Regions from separate parts of the Sus scrofa genome. Here all the other regions are linked to region 3. Evidence: chromatin contacts called from public Hi-C data. All regions are on one chromosome and are shown on one strand. Each heading gives the region's core, a stretch centred on a gene start, on an enhancer-like site or on the middle of the called end of the contact. The rest is flanking DNA. Distances are from core to core; before and after follow the strand shown.

What was found. Hi-C and Micro-C count contacts between places; a contact is called where the count stands out from the background.
Region 1: a Hi-C map of skeletal muscle shows a contact between it and region 3, with 5 times the contacts expected there. The contact joins the promoter of GLS here to the promoter of NAB1 in region 3. A contact is called at or near these places in 6 of 47 Hi-C or Micro-C datasets (heart right ventricle, liver, psoas muscle and 2 more) and 1 of 2 datasets of contacts at active chromatin or transcription factors (alveolar macrophages).
Region 2: a contact with region 3 is called in a Hi-C map of subcutaneous adipose tissue, with 2.6 times the contacts expected there. The contact joins the promoter of INPP1 here to the promoter of NAB1 in region 3. A contact is called at or near these places in 2 of 5 promoter capture datasets (fetal liver and liver) and 4 of 47 Hi-C or Micro-C datasets (alveolar macrophages, retroperitoneal adipose tissue, skeletal muscle and 1 more).

The regions. Positions count from the first base shown.
Region 1 is chr15:95,511,962-95,516,640 of Sscrofa11.1, forward strand. It overlaps GLS (glutaminase kidney isoform, mitochondrial), which reads left to right and starts at 1,453. Exons shown (of 18, transcript XM_021076049.1): 1 at 1,453-2,069. The coding sequence starts at 1,684. It overlaps NEMP2 (nuclear envelope integral membrane protein 2), which reads right to left and starts at 1,453. Exons shown (of 13, transcript XM_021076065.1): 1 at 1,330-1,453.
Region 2 is chr15:94,955,356-94,959,803 of Sscrofa11.1, forward strand. INPP1 (inositol polyphosphate-1-phosphatase) reads left to right here and starts at 1,475. Exons shown (of 6, transcript NM_001245012.1): 1 at 1,475-1,645.
Region 3 is chr15:95,246,204-95,251,328 of Sscrofa11.1, forward strand. NAB1 (NGFI-A-binding protein 1) reads left to right here and starts at 2,546. Exons shown (of 8, transcript XM_021076058.1): 1 at 2,546-2,836. All of the region lies in intron 3 of NEMP2 (nuclear envelope integral membrane protein 2), which reads right to left.

The DNA.
Region 1 (4,679 bases), core at 203-2,702, 260 kb after region 3:
AGAAGAAGTATTTGTTACCTTTCCTCCAAATCTTAATGTTCCTTTTCCTGAAGATATTGTTACCTTGACTCTTTAACAAATTTTAGTGACAGGTAACATTAAGTAGTAGTAAATCCTCTAAACAATTTGCAAGTCTTTTAATAAGTGTGATTACTTGCTTTACATATGATAGATTTTTCCACGTGCTTCTAGTTAAAGATAGAAAAAACTTAAACATGGCAAGACTGTGGCATGCAAAAGGTCACATAACCTGTAGGTACAGTCAGATTTCCAATGACTAATCTAGTGCAGTATTTTAAGATTCATCAGATTACTAAATCTGATGATCAGTTAATGATGCACCTGTCATACACCCTTCCCTTTTCATAAAAATCATCCTATTAACCTTTAAGAATCTATGCATATAAACCTAATTGTTTTGGTAAACTCTCTAAAAGCTTTTCTTTTCGCGTGGAGTGGACTGTAGATGTAAGTTCAAAGAAAAATTCAGAGTTTATCAGCTCCTTGGTTCTTTTCCTACCGGTCCTCAAAGATAAATGGATCAAAACAGCTGAAACGATTTAAAGACCTAGTATCTGGATGCTTCTATCTTATGACAATCAAGCAGCTTTAGAATAGAAAAGTGTCTACAAGTTTGCTTTCAAGCAAACGAGTGTTAAGGGAATCGCTGCTATTAAAAAATCTTTTTGAGATGTAGGTGTACATTTTAAACAGTAATTTTTAAAAAGGGAAGCAGTGGTGTTCAGGAATTTCCCCCTTTCTCTTGGTCCTCCCCTGAACTCCAGCCCTCCAAATGGCTAAGTCGCATAGCTGAAAGGATTTTGCTCATTTTTTCCAAAACATTTCACATCTGGGCAGTCGCCAACCATAGGAACATTTGGGCAGAGAGCAAAGCTCGTCTGGGTCTGCCTTCTGGGGATCGATGCCCTCAGAGGCGTCGCCACACGCCCTTACCAGTTAGCTCCGGGCCAGCAGCAAGCTTGGACCAGCCGAGCTTCGACAGCTGGGCCAGACGCCAGCGCGGGCCAAGCCCACTGACTGACCGCCGGCCCTCCGGCTGCATAAGGCTCCTGCCCATCAGTCTCCCAAACAGTTCGAGGCCCTAGAGTCCAGGAGTCCATCTGCTTCGTAAAAGACGAGACCGTTGAGCCCCCACTTTCCCCACGAGGGTAGCCTCAGGGCTGACGAGGCGAGGAGGAAGGGGCTACTCTAGAGCCCGGCCTGGCTACCCTGCTTCGCACGTCAGTTTGATCCCTCTCCCCGCCCCCCGCCAGTCCCCGCCTGACTCCGCGCAACGGGCGGGGAGAGAAATGTGACTGCTACACCCACCAATCAGAAGCGAGGTCGAGGATCTGAGCCAATCGGGACCGGCGACTGGGGCAGGCCGCCAGCGTCCTCCCGCCCCCGGGAGGGTGAGCGCGGAATGTCCCCGGCCCGCCCCTGCGCCTCAGTCTCAGTGCGGGTCCCTCCTCGTTTGGGAGCAGAAGTGGCTGCGGGTAGTCTCCGGAGCAGCAGCAGCAGCAGCAGCGTCGGCGGTTGCCGGAGCCGGAACCACACCCACGTCACTGCCCCTGTCCTCTTTTGCCCTCTCGTCGTCCGGTCGGAGACCGCATTCTCAGAGAGCGGCTTGCCCACGCCCGGAGCATCCTCCCTTGCTGAGCGAGCGCTGACGGACCCGGCGGCATGATGCGGCTGCGAGGCTCGGCGATGCTGCGGAACCTGCTCCTGCGGCCGCCCGCCGCTACCTGCGCGGTTCTGAGGCGGGCGCAGCCCCTCGCCACCCTGTGCCGGCGCTCCCGGGGCGGGGGACGAACGGGCCCTGCGGCCGCCGCGCGGCTCCACCCGTGGTGGGGCGGGGGCGGCCGGCCAGCGGGGCCCCTCGCGAGGGGCCTGTCCAGCTCCCCTTCGGAGATCCTGCAGGAGCTGGGCAAAGGGGGCACGCAGCAGCAGCAGCAGCCCGGGGCGTCGCCGCCCGCGGCCCCGCCGGCGCCCAGCCCCAAGGACAGCCCGGGGGAAACGGACGGGTTCGGCAACAGCGAGGGCAAGGAGCTGGTGGCTTCCGGCGAAAAGTGAGTGTCTCTGCGAGGCGCTGGAGGCCTCATCCTGCGTGGGGCCCATGCCCGGGAGGGGCCTGCGGTGGGGCGGGATGGGAACGGAGGTTCGAGAAAGAAAGAGATGCCGGGCGGCCTGCGCCGTCTGCGCCATGTGATTAGGCCCAGCCCCGCCCGCGCCTTCCCCGCCTGTGCCTCACCGCTCAGCCTTTACTTCCCTTCCCCGCCGCGGGGTGGAGCCGCCGAGGGGTCAGTCTGGTCCACCCCCCACACCCCCCCAGCGCTGGAAGCTGTGGCTGCTTGGCCCGCGCCGCGTGCTCCGAGCCCGGCTCCCGGCGGCAGCGCCTGGCCGCCCGCCTAGCCCTTCGTGGGTGATAGCACACGAACAGACCGAGTGACATTTAAGCGGTGGGCGTTGAGCAGAGCTTCTGCCTTCCTGACGCGTTGCTTTTCCGGGCTCGAGTTTCCTCTCTCCCTAACCTCCTTCGATCTCTACCACCCTGTCTAATGTGGCAAAGTATTCTCAATATTTCTGGAGTGGCTTTTTCAGACGTATGTAGGGCCATCTGCGGCACCGGAAATAATATTTCCGAAACAAGGTTAAGAGGAAAAGGGTCATGTGGCTGAGAAGATGGGGCATGCCGTGCAGTACAGACCACCTGTTTCACTGGGGATCAGCTTTGGCCTGTCTGACATCTTTCATGAGACGGGTGAATTTTTGAAAATAAAAGTTAAAAAAAAAAAAAGATAAAAGTCAAAATAACCAAGATGAAATGTGAGGGGTAAAACACTGGAAAAACGGAGTTAAGTAGCTTTTGTGATTTATATTGTGAGAGGGTGTTAAGCCATCTATTCCGAACAGCAATTTAGTCTTAAAATTGACTTTTCCTACGCAGTCTGTGAGGCAATTTCCTGGATATTTCGTCTTGAGTTAATAGAAGCGAACACAAACTTTGTTTTCTCACTGTAGGTAAAAATTTACCTGTTTTCTTTATACCTTACTGGTTTTCTCACCTTGTACTGACGTTATATGACCTGTTTTGCCTTCCTCTACTTACATTATTATCTTCTGCCCAAGAATATTTTAAGTCAAACTGAAAGTGTGATTCTTATACTTTCAATCTCAGACCTAGCTTAATGTTTCCTGTAATTGAAATTGGCACCTTCCTAAAACATTCCAAGCAAAAGTTGTTTTCCCAGACTGAAAAACGTTATTTTAAAAAAAAAAGCACTTAGTGATGGGCAAAATTTGTGGTATCCTGTGATAAAGATTTTGTGCCACAAAGTACCATTATGGCTCTGGGCAGGTCATTTAATTTGGTTGGATGACTCAGATCCGTTCAAGTTCTAAAAAGCTAGACTTTGGTCAAATTTCTACCTCTTAAATTTTTAGTGACTAGGATTTTTAGTTTTTTTAGTGACTAGGATGTGTATGCTTAATCTTCATTTGGTATTCACTTAACATCATTTGAATTACCTGGCATGTAACTAATTTAAGTAAACGTGCCCAGAATTACAGAATTGAAAAATGCAATTAATAGCATTTAAAAGTTGTCCTTAAAGGATATATAATGGGAACTGCTTTCTATTGAAAATACCTTTTGTCTCTTCAGTGGCTCTAGTGTCCCTCTTTTTTCCCTCCTTTTGTCAGATAGAAAATTGAGCATTTCACAATTTGCTTGTTTCCCAGAAGCTTCTAGCTCCATTGCCATCTAAATAAGAAATCATTTCGTAGCAATAACTTTGAAATGCTGTTTTATCTAATACTTATTGTCAACTCTACATAAAAAATGACCTGTCCTGTCCCTCCCAGCCCCTAAAGAAAAACAGTGTAGGGGCGGAATCTTTCAAGAATATTTGCTCAGTTGCTCTGGGAGTTTGAATGGCTAATATGTTTACCTTATTCAAGGGAGTCTGTTTTTGCCACCAAAATTTGGAGTAATAGCTAGACGGGCTTAGGAGCCATCTAAGTATGTGATACACCTGAGAGCTTTCAATCAAGGATTTTAAGAGTGAATCCCAGCTGTTGCTAGTTCACATGTAAGTGGGGAGCACCTGCCTCAAAAATATGAAAAAAAAATTTAATCTGGTTAAAAATTGTATTTCCTGAATGATCTGGTTTCCAGATGTAGCTTTCCTCCTTTGACTGTATCCATTTTATCCTTATGTGATAAATATTTCTCTTATTCTGGTAGGTAAGATTCCAACTGATCTTGTTATCCTTTCTAATGTTCAGCTTCCAAAGCATAGGTCAGCCTCAATCAGCAAGCCACCTGGAATGCCAGCACTTACTCAGGACTTTACTGGGTTCTGTAGAGGATTATTAAAAGAAAAAGCTGTGTGAAAATTAAATGAGTTAACATTTTATAAAAGGCTTATCAGGATAATATTTGGCATGTGTTAAATACTACATAACTCTTAATTTAAAACATTTTTGTATATATTGCAAAACCTTACAAGGACATTGGCTTCCTTTGAATTTTAGGCTCAAATGAAAAACTTCTTTTTGTTTTTTTGGTTTCCAGAAAAAATTTCTCTGGAGAGATTGTTGTACTGAAGTGAAATTAAGTTATTTGTGCTTTTGACCTTTTACCCCGCTTACCAGTAAGCTCAGAGTGAATTTAATAT
Region 2 (4,448 bases), core at 225-2,724, 290 kb before region 3:
TTTCCAAATATCATGTTCAAACTATTTGTTAATTTTTTTCCATCAGAGGTAGAAATGAGACTAGATATGATTACGAGAGTGATTAATAAACAATAGCAAAGGGGATGGGCCTAAGGAGCCTTAAGGAGATGGACCTAAAAAAACTGAATCTGAGAGAGGACAGAATTGATCAGCTGGACTTACCAGTGAAGTACAGTCTGATAACCGGGAGGGGGTGGGGAGGGAAGGAAGAGTTGTCTCAGAGACTATAGAAGCAGGCTGGGAGCAGAAAGTTGAGTTAGTTTTGGAGGTGTAAATTTTTAAGCACCATTGTGGGTTGAGTATTACCCCCAGCTCCTGTCTTGGATGGCAAGCCACTGCTCTTAGGACCAAGTCTTAACAACTCAGGAGGCAGTTCTGGGTGGTGTGAGGAAAGGTAGATAAAAAACCTGCTGGCCAAAACTTTACACTGGATCTTCCTAATGTCATGTCATGGAATGAGTTATAGGTATGTGGATAGCGGTCTCCTCTGCCCTCCAGGAGCAAAGGCTCAGTCCCTCCTGCCTGAACAGCTGAGATCATTTCCTAGGTGTGCTATGAAATGGAAGGATGCGTGAAGGGCTTTAGAAGGTCCGCTACACACACAAACAGCCTTCCGCCTGCTGGGCTGACCGCCAGACCGCTTCTATTCAAAACGCTATTGCCCTTTAAAAAATCTACCCTTCCCCTCATCATAACTCATTCCTCCTATCCCCTCTTCCCCCATTCAAAACCTTATTTAGGGTAAGCTGAATCCCACAGTTTAAAGGGTGGAAGGGAGAAGAGTCCCTGCCCACGATCTGCTTCCTGTCAAGGTGTCTCTAGGCCCACACCCCATAAGTCAAGCGTCCAGGAGACGCTGCTAGGGTTTGCAGAACAACCAGCACACTTGACATTTCTACTAGAACAATGGAACCCGATTGCCACCAGCAGCAAGTCCATTTTCAAGCTGCCAACCCGTCTGTCAAACCCGTAATCCTCAAAAAAGGGTGCGGAAGACTGCAGAAGGAAGATATTAAATGCGAATTTGTGGGCGGCTACAAGAACAAAACAAAAACAGTGGATTAGGTGACCCAGGAGCCCTTTTTTTCCTGGCACTCCCCTGTGAATCATCACGCCCCACTTGTGACGTTACCGACTTTGAGCTCCGGCAGGCAGGCGTGGGATGCCCTCGCCTGCCCTGGGAGCCTCGAGGCGTCACTGCGCCTTTCCACGCCAAGGTCCCGGGGGAAACGGGTGGGCGGCGGCTTGGCGGATGCTGTGGTTTGCGATCCCCGGCCGAGCGAGGCAGCCCGCCGCCCGGCTGCGCCTCGCCCTCCGCTGGCTACCGCCGTGCTCCCCGCCCCTCGCCTTCGGGCTGAGCTTGCGGCTAGACGCCTGGCGCCCCTCTGCTTGCCTCGCACGCCCGGCCACCTCCTCCTCTGCGTTTTCCTCCTCCTCCTCCCCCGCCTCTTCCGTTTCTGGAGGGAAAGACTGCAGCCTCCTCCTGCGCTCCGCATCCCGGCTTAGGTAATACGTTTTCCTCCGTAAGCTCCCTTCGCCCCAGCACCACAACCTCCTTTCCTGCTCGGATCTGGGTCCCGAGGCTGGGCGAACTGTACACACCCTTCACCTCTCCGGACACTAGGTGAGTAAATCTGGGCCGGGAGGGCTCCTTGCCTCTCCGCCCGGCCTGCGATGACCTCTGTCCGCTGCAGCGAGGCTGCCACCCGGCCTGGTCCGCCCCGCCCCACATCGCTGCTGCAACTGGCCGGGCGGAGGAGCTCGCGAGTCTTGCCGTCTTCCTGGGATCCGCAGAAACGACCCGAAAGAAATAGACGATAGGAAGAAAAATTGGCAAACAACTTTTTATTATTATTATTATTATTATTCGATCATTAGCCTTTCTAGGTCGAAGAAGCTAGATCTGACAGTTGTCGAGAGAGCAGTGGCCCGAGTTCAACAGGTAGATGGCGTAGCTGTCAGGCACCCCTTGGTTTTGCTTAGAGAGATGCAGCTAAGGGTCCATAGCTGCTGGCTGCCGCTAGTGACCTACTAGATGAATGTAAAATAAACATGAAGGGACTATATTTAGAAAAGTCTTTGCCTTCTTGTTTTTAATTCTCTGCATTTTGAAAGGCAGTTTTGTGAGATGTGTATGGTGTGGCCAGAGTAGAGTAGCAGAGGGGAAAATATTTAACTTGGGTTTGGATGAATCATGTATACTGTTACTGTGTTAGATGCAAAGAGCATGAAGAAAATCCCTAGATTATTTAGTACATTCATGAAGAACATATATAAACAATCAAGGTGTGTATTTTGGAGGTTTTCGTTTTAAAGGTAATTTTTAAGATGTTGAATAAGCAGAAGTTTGCCACTGTGTGAATGGTGTTCACTTCAAAAGAACAGTGGGTTAAGGTTGTAGGGATAGACCACTGGAGTGCATCCCACATGTTAAATAAAACATTTTTTTGGCCTTTTTCCTGTCGTTCCTAGCTTTCAAACCAGAGAAGTGGATAAAGATCAGCCCTGCTCAGCCTAGTAATAGTCTAATGATGAAAATAATCCACAAAACTACTGTTGACTGACAAATTACCTAAGTGACCTCATTTTTGACCTTGTGAAATACCCAACAGAGGGAGAAAAAAAGCAATAGAAGAGTTTCTTTTTTCAACACAGATATTTGTTTGCATTCTAATTGAGAACCTACTTTATTTTTAAGTTTTTGTGGATCTTTATACTACTCTTGAAAGTTAATTCTTAGTCATGAAGAGGATTATATAAATGCATAAGGTTACATTTTACTTTTTCATAGAATAAGTTACCATTTCTTTTCAAGCTTTTGGACTAAATTACCCCTTGGTTGAAAATTGCAGCTTGGACTTATGTCATTTAATGTGAAATATCTTATTATAGATTTAAATTACAGCTATACTTGTGGTAATTTTGAAGAAAATGATGTCTTACTTGATATATAAGGCCTGTGAAACAAAAGTTATAAAGTTATATGTTATGTATTTAGTTCCCCATTTATTTCTTTCTCTGATAACCAATCAGAAAATGTCTTGGAGTTCACGTCATGGCTCAGAGGTAATGATCCCGACTAGTATCCGCGCGAGGACTTGGGTTCCATCCCTGGCTTTGCTCAGTGGGTTAAGTATCAGCCTTGCCCTGAGCTGCAGTGTAGGTCACAAACATGGCTTGGATCTGGCATTGCTGTCGCTGTGGTGTAGGCCCATAGCTACAAGCTCCGATTGGATCCCTACCCTCGGAACTTTCATAGGCTGCAGGTGAGGCCCTAAAAAAAATGAAAAAGACCCCCCCAAAAAGAAATAGTCTTAATATGCTTCATGTTGTAGATAAATTGCCTAAAATATACTGATATTATATAAAGTGATTAATAAAAACAAGTCTTTTTCATTTATTAAATGTGAGAATGAGGTATGTGAGAACTTTTTTGTGGCTGTGTGTCCTCAATAAATGTCCTTGTTGATGTATTTTGAACCTTACAATGAAACTAATAAAACTCTCTATGTAGATGTTTTCATTTGATTTGGAGTTTAGAGATAAAAACAGAAGTGACAGCACTTTGCTTCTAATCTCTCATGATTAGTGTTGGGTAGAAGTTCCCAATCTTGTCTAATTTAAAATATTACCTAGGGTAGAAGGCAAGTGGGAGGAAGTGGGGATAATAGTGGTGTAAAAAGATTCCCAGATTGCTGCTTGGGATTTCCTGAATCAGAATTTCTAAGAGAAAGAAGATACTTAAAATAGACCAAAATGATAAAAATGTAAACGAGAAAAAAAAAAAAAAAAAGCAAGCTTGAGAAGTACAGATGGCTGTTGCTGACATAACGTGTTAACATTCCTGTACATAAAATGTTCTTAAATGGAATCTGTGGTTTTGGTAATATGATGATGTCACACACTTAGGAAATCTGAAAGGATAAAATCTTTTTATCCTTTTGTAGTCAAGCAAGCCTTCCAGTGGTTGAATTTAGCAAACTTTGTACATGTCCAGTGGCTTTTTTGTGGTAGGCAATCTTAATTCAAGTGTTTAATCTTATTAAGAGCATTTTTTTTTTTTTTTTTTTTTGTCTTTTGCATTTTCTAGGGCCGCTTCCCACGGCATTTGGAGGTTCCCAGGCTAGGGGTCGAATCGGAGCTGTAGCCTCCGGCCTACGCCAGAGCCACAGCAACGTGGGATCCGAGCCGCGTCTGCAACCTACACCACAGGTCACGGCCACGCTGGATCCTTAACCCACTGAGTGAGGCCAGGGACCAAACCCGCAAACCCCATGGTTCCTAGTTGGATTCGTTAACCACTGCGCCACAATGGGAACTCTAAGAGCATTTTATTAATGGATTTTACTGTGACTAGTAATCTACAGCAGAATATTGTGCCTGATCATTTCTCTTTCGTATAAACAGAGTTATCTGTTACCTTTGCT
Region 3 (5,125 bases), core at 1,296-3,795:
CATACTTATGGGATGGAAAGTATTATAGAATAATCAGAAACCATAATTGTTATCTTACAGGATGGAATGTTTTTCCTTAACAAACCACCAGGGTCTAGGAATGGGAGAAACTGTGTGTGTGTATTATATGGGAGGGAGTGTTTAAGGGTGGCATTGGTGATGACAGTAACTGGTAAGGAAGTAAATAAGAATCAATGCTTCTTTATTCAAGTTGTCTCATATATAGGTCAATGTCTCAATTCTCTTTTTGAGCAGCCATATTATCTATAGTGTTGTCATACAGACATATAGAACTGGATGTTAAAAAGCTTAAAATTTTATCTTTCATTCATTTTCCTTCCTCCCACCCTTTCCTCTGGCAACAAGGGTGTTTAAAGCAATGCAAAGTGGGCCAGAAATGCCATTCTTAATGCAGGAAGAATATACTATCTAAATGTGCTCAGAAAACAAATAAGGAGAAATTTCAATATTTAACTGTGGAAATAACCAGTTACAAGTCAGAAGAAAAAGTATCTGCCCTAACACATTTTCTTTTCAGCATCATGTTCAGTGCTGGCCAGAGGTACACAAGTTTGGGAAGAGAATTTAATGTCATTTCTTCCAACTCTGGAAACAATTCTACTTGGGAGACTCAACAGTCCAGATAAGACTACTCATTTCATGACTTGTGAATCACTGACTGTACATCTTCATGGAAGAAAAGTAGTTTTCTCTAGCTGTTCAGAACCAAAAATGTTTGTAAAACATCAGGATTCCAGAGAGGAACTGGAAAAAAGAATTTTGCAGATTTCTTTTGTTCACTTGAACATTTGCTAACCTTTATCTTCCCAAGAAGGTGTTTTTATTTTATAACAACCTAAGTTAACTTTCTTTTTAGTAGAACAGGGTCCACAATTGCAAAATTGAGACAATTAGGCTAAGACACACTTCTAGGAGAGATTCTTCAGCTGAAGAAAAATTCATATGAGCACGCTTATTCACATGCAATATCAATACAACTATCCCAGACAGACCTTTTCACTAATATGGAAGAAACGGGTTTAATTATACGCACTCCACTGTGGCATTACTCATTCCTATAACGTGTTTTTCAAAAAATAAAAGAAAGGTTCAGTATTTTTACAAGGTCTTTTTCTTTCAATGCTATCATCCAGTCCATTGCTGCAACATAAAGATGTGGTATGAAGAATTTCCCATTTCAAAGAATGCCTTGTATCCCCCATCAGGAAAGTAGGCACACTCTGGGAGGCCAGCCAGGATGTGGGAATGGCCTTTTATAAAACTGGATTTTTATATAGATATTAAAACGGAATTTTACCTGTATTTGCAGTAATTTTATATTTACTAAATATTCTCTAGCCTTCAAGAATACAATGCTAAAATTCGAGGAATTCTTTCCTTTACTCGTTTTTGCAAAGGAAAAATAGTCTCTAAAACAAATTTCCACATTTTTTGGCAACAGTTTAAGTACATTTTTGGAAATGTGTAATACTTACTTTGGTTTTAAAAAGTTCATGCAAACCAAACCCCAAAATTCTATAGCTGCCTGGGGAAATCTATTTTAACACACCCCAGGACTGTTTCAGAGCCGTCGGATTTTTACACCATGGAAATAGAAAATATTAACCAGTAAAATAACTGGCAGGTTTTCAGGAGGGTTGAGAAGGCTGGCATTAAGTCACCCAGCAAGCAAGACAGTTGTCAAAGCTGCACTTCGGGTTTGTCGGTTCCCATTTCTCCCCTCCTCCTTTTGCCAGGCCGGTGGTGGGGGTGGGGAGGGGGCAAGAAGGGCGGGCAGAGATTCTCTAGAACTGCCAGTTTTTTTTCCCAGCGTCGCGCACCTGCCGTTCCCCCCTCTGTGCGGTCGCGGCCAACTTCCGGCAGGACGCCAGGGCCGGCTGGGCAAGGGGCGCACCTGGCCCATCAACCTTTAGCCGGAGTGGGCTGGGGCGAGCCCGGCGCCCAGATTAGTGGGCTGAGCGTGCTATGTTTTTTTTTAAAGTCAGCCTCCCCGGAGATATGGATTTGGCTGGGCGTGCTCTTTGAAATACTATATTGGGAACCTCACACTTTAAAAAAAAAAAAAATTCTTTTTTAATTGCAAACCTTCCCATTTCGCTCGGCAGCTGGAGAGCAGGCCCGAGGCGGCGTCTCCTCCCTCCCGCCCGCCACCCCCGTTTTCCTCCTTCCCGCCCCCTCCCCCAGCCCGAAGCAGGACTCGCGGGAGCCGCCCCCTCCCGGGCGCCCACTTGGTTCCTCCCAGCTGCCGTGCGAATGGGCCGCCCTCCGGATTCCGCGGAGGGGGCGGCGGGAAGAGGCCGAGCCCGGCCCGGCGGCCGCCGCCCCCGCCCCCGCCCTGCGGCGGCCCACGCCGGGATCTGCGTCACTCGGCCGCGCGTGGGCGGGAGTCGGAGCGGCGAATGTAGCAAGAGCGGAATCTCCCAATGTGACAGCGCGCGGGGGGTGGAGGTGGCGGAGGCGGGCGGGGGAGGGGGTGGGTGCAGCGCGGGGAGGGGAAGGGGGAGGACGTGGTGGGGGAGGCGCCGCCGCCGCCGCCGCCGCCCGCGCGCCCGAGCCGGGAGGAGCCGCCGCCACCACCGCGGCCGAGCGAGTGCCGTCGGGGCTGGCGGGCGGGAAGGAGCGGCGGGCCCGAGCTGGCGGTGGGGGGGAGCAGGGAGAGCGCGCCCACCACCTTCCCTTCCCCCCTCGATGGGAGCGGGGGCGTCCCGGCCGCCGCTGCCGACTGAGGAGAGAGAACCGGGGGCCGTCACTTCGGAGTTAGGGCTGAGGCGTCCTTGGGGGAGAGCGCGCCAAGACCGCTGCAGCCGCTGGCCGAGTACGTACCAACTCGCTGTCCGCCTACTGCGTGAAGCGTTCGCGCTCGTGCGGCCGCGGGCGAACTTGGGGCGATGGAGTCTTCGGGCCGCGCCAGCACTTGGGGGGCGGGCATCCAGGGCGGCGGGCCCTGAGCGGCTGCCGCCGGAAGGAGTCGGCAGCATCGGGCTCCTGTGGGTGATTCCCGGAGAAATTCGGTGCGCAGGGGCAGCGGGAAGAAGGCTAGCAAGGCAGTGGCCCGACTAGTACGTTCTCCTGCTTGAAAGCCGGGGGCGCATCGTCCATTCTCCTGACTCGGCTGGGCCGTCGCGCGTGGCGCGGAGCAGTGGTGGGGTTGCGTAGTGTGTTGTGCGTGGTGGTGCGCGCGCCCACCCCAGAGTTTTGCAGCCAGGGGCAGAATCTTTTTGTTGGTTTGTTTACTTTATAAAAGTGTTGCTCTACAGTCTTATTTTTCGTTCTGGGGATCTTCTCCTTCGGAATGTAGTTTTTTTTTTTTTTTTTAAAGCGGAAGGAGAGTTTTGCTTGGAAGTGGCTTACAGAAACTTGGCACCGAGGTGCAATGGAAGCGAGAGACTCATTGTGCTCGCTAAGGCCGAGTGTGGAATTTGCAAACACATGTGGGACATACAAGCCTTGGATGCAGAGGTGTGTGACTTTATTCCTGGAGAAAGTGCAGTCAAATGCTTATGGGCTGCAGCCTCAGGGTTCACAAGGCTTAAGATAGGAAACGAGACTTCTAGTGAGCCTAAATGTTAAGATCTTGAGGGAAAAGATAATTGAATTGGAATATGAATAGGTTCCGCAGATCAAGTTTTGCAGCATGTGACCAGTAGGAATCTTTGACTTGCATATACTTATTCCTCATTCCGGGAGGATCCGGAAGGCATGGCAAAATTGGGGGTAGCTGTCAATTTAAAATTTCATCTTGATTCGGAATAACCTGTCACTACCAGTTGGTTTGTCAGTAACATGTCTGCAAGCTTAAAGGAGTGCAAAGATCAGAAGCTGAGAGGGAAATTCTCAGACGGAGTTTAAAAATATTTTGGCAGTTTTAATAGATAATATTAGATTGCATAGGAACAGAGGAACTGAATTTTAAAAAGATTAGTCACGTAGGAAATGCTAGGCTGTTTTGTTAGACAAGTGTGTGCACACACTGAAATGCCTTCTTAGATTTTCACTTCTGTGAAAAATTACCCCTGTAAAACATACCAAATTTTGACATGTCATAATATCTGTGGGTTTTAAGAAGAAATATTGGAAGAGAGAATGCATAGGATTTACTTTCTCTGTTTTGGGTGGAGACCGGTATTTTCTCAAAGACCTAAAAAGTTGTTTGTAGTCTAATCTGTGTGCCACTAAAAGTGGTTCTTAGATTCAGGGGTATCTTTTCCCCTTCCATTTCGGGTATTTGAAACATTTAATGTTGCCTTTCATTAAGTTTTTTAAATTATGCTGTCCTTATAGGTATTATCTTGCATGTAAGTGTTCTCTTGAGAGTTTATACATATCTGACAAGGTCAGCCTTCTTTATTCCTATTTGAGTATTGTTGGAAAATCAAGTTTTGAGAGAAAATGTCAAGGAACCATTGGAAGTTTTCTTGTTTTAATTTTATTATTTTTAGCATCTTGCACAAAAGTTAATATGCCAAACCTGATATAAGAAAAATTTCGTTTTCTGTGGCTCTGGTGATTTCCTGTTATATGAGAATAAATCAGTAATAATAAAAACATTGAGGCATTGTAGATTTTTATTTTATTTCATTCTGCCTGCTAATTGTGAATGTAATGAAGATGACAGAAATCCTTAGGAATAGGTGATACAAGGAAATTTAGTGAGCTTATATATCTAATAAATGATTTAATGTCTAGTGACTACATCTTATTCAAGAATTATTAAAATTGAATAGTCTCAGCTAAACTAATTATTTTTTTGTTGTTGACTAGTAAATAACATCCATTGCCCTGTAGAAAAGTTAATAGATTTTCATTCTTCTTATTGTTATTTAGAGAATCAGTTAAAGCATTAGATATTTTCTTTTGATCACACTTTAAGAACATACTGATTTATTATTAAGGATTTTAGCTGTTTGTGCCATGGATGCCTTGAAAGAAGTAATTATAATGTATGACAAAGTGGGGGAGACCTTTGAAAAATTTAGAGTAAAAGATGGTTTCATGGAACAGAGTATGTCAGGTTTTTGTGTCTGTTGACCTAGACTCTGTCCTAAGACTTGGGTTTCATCTAATCCATTTAATAAGTCTAGTTGTTTTTGTTGGTGCTATTTAT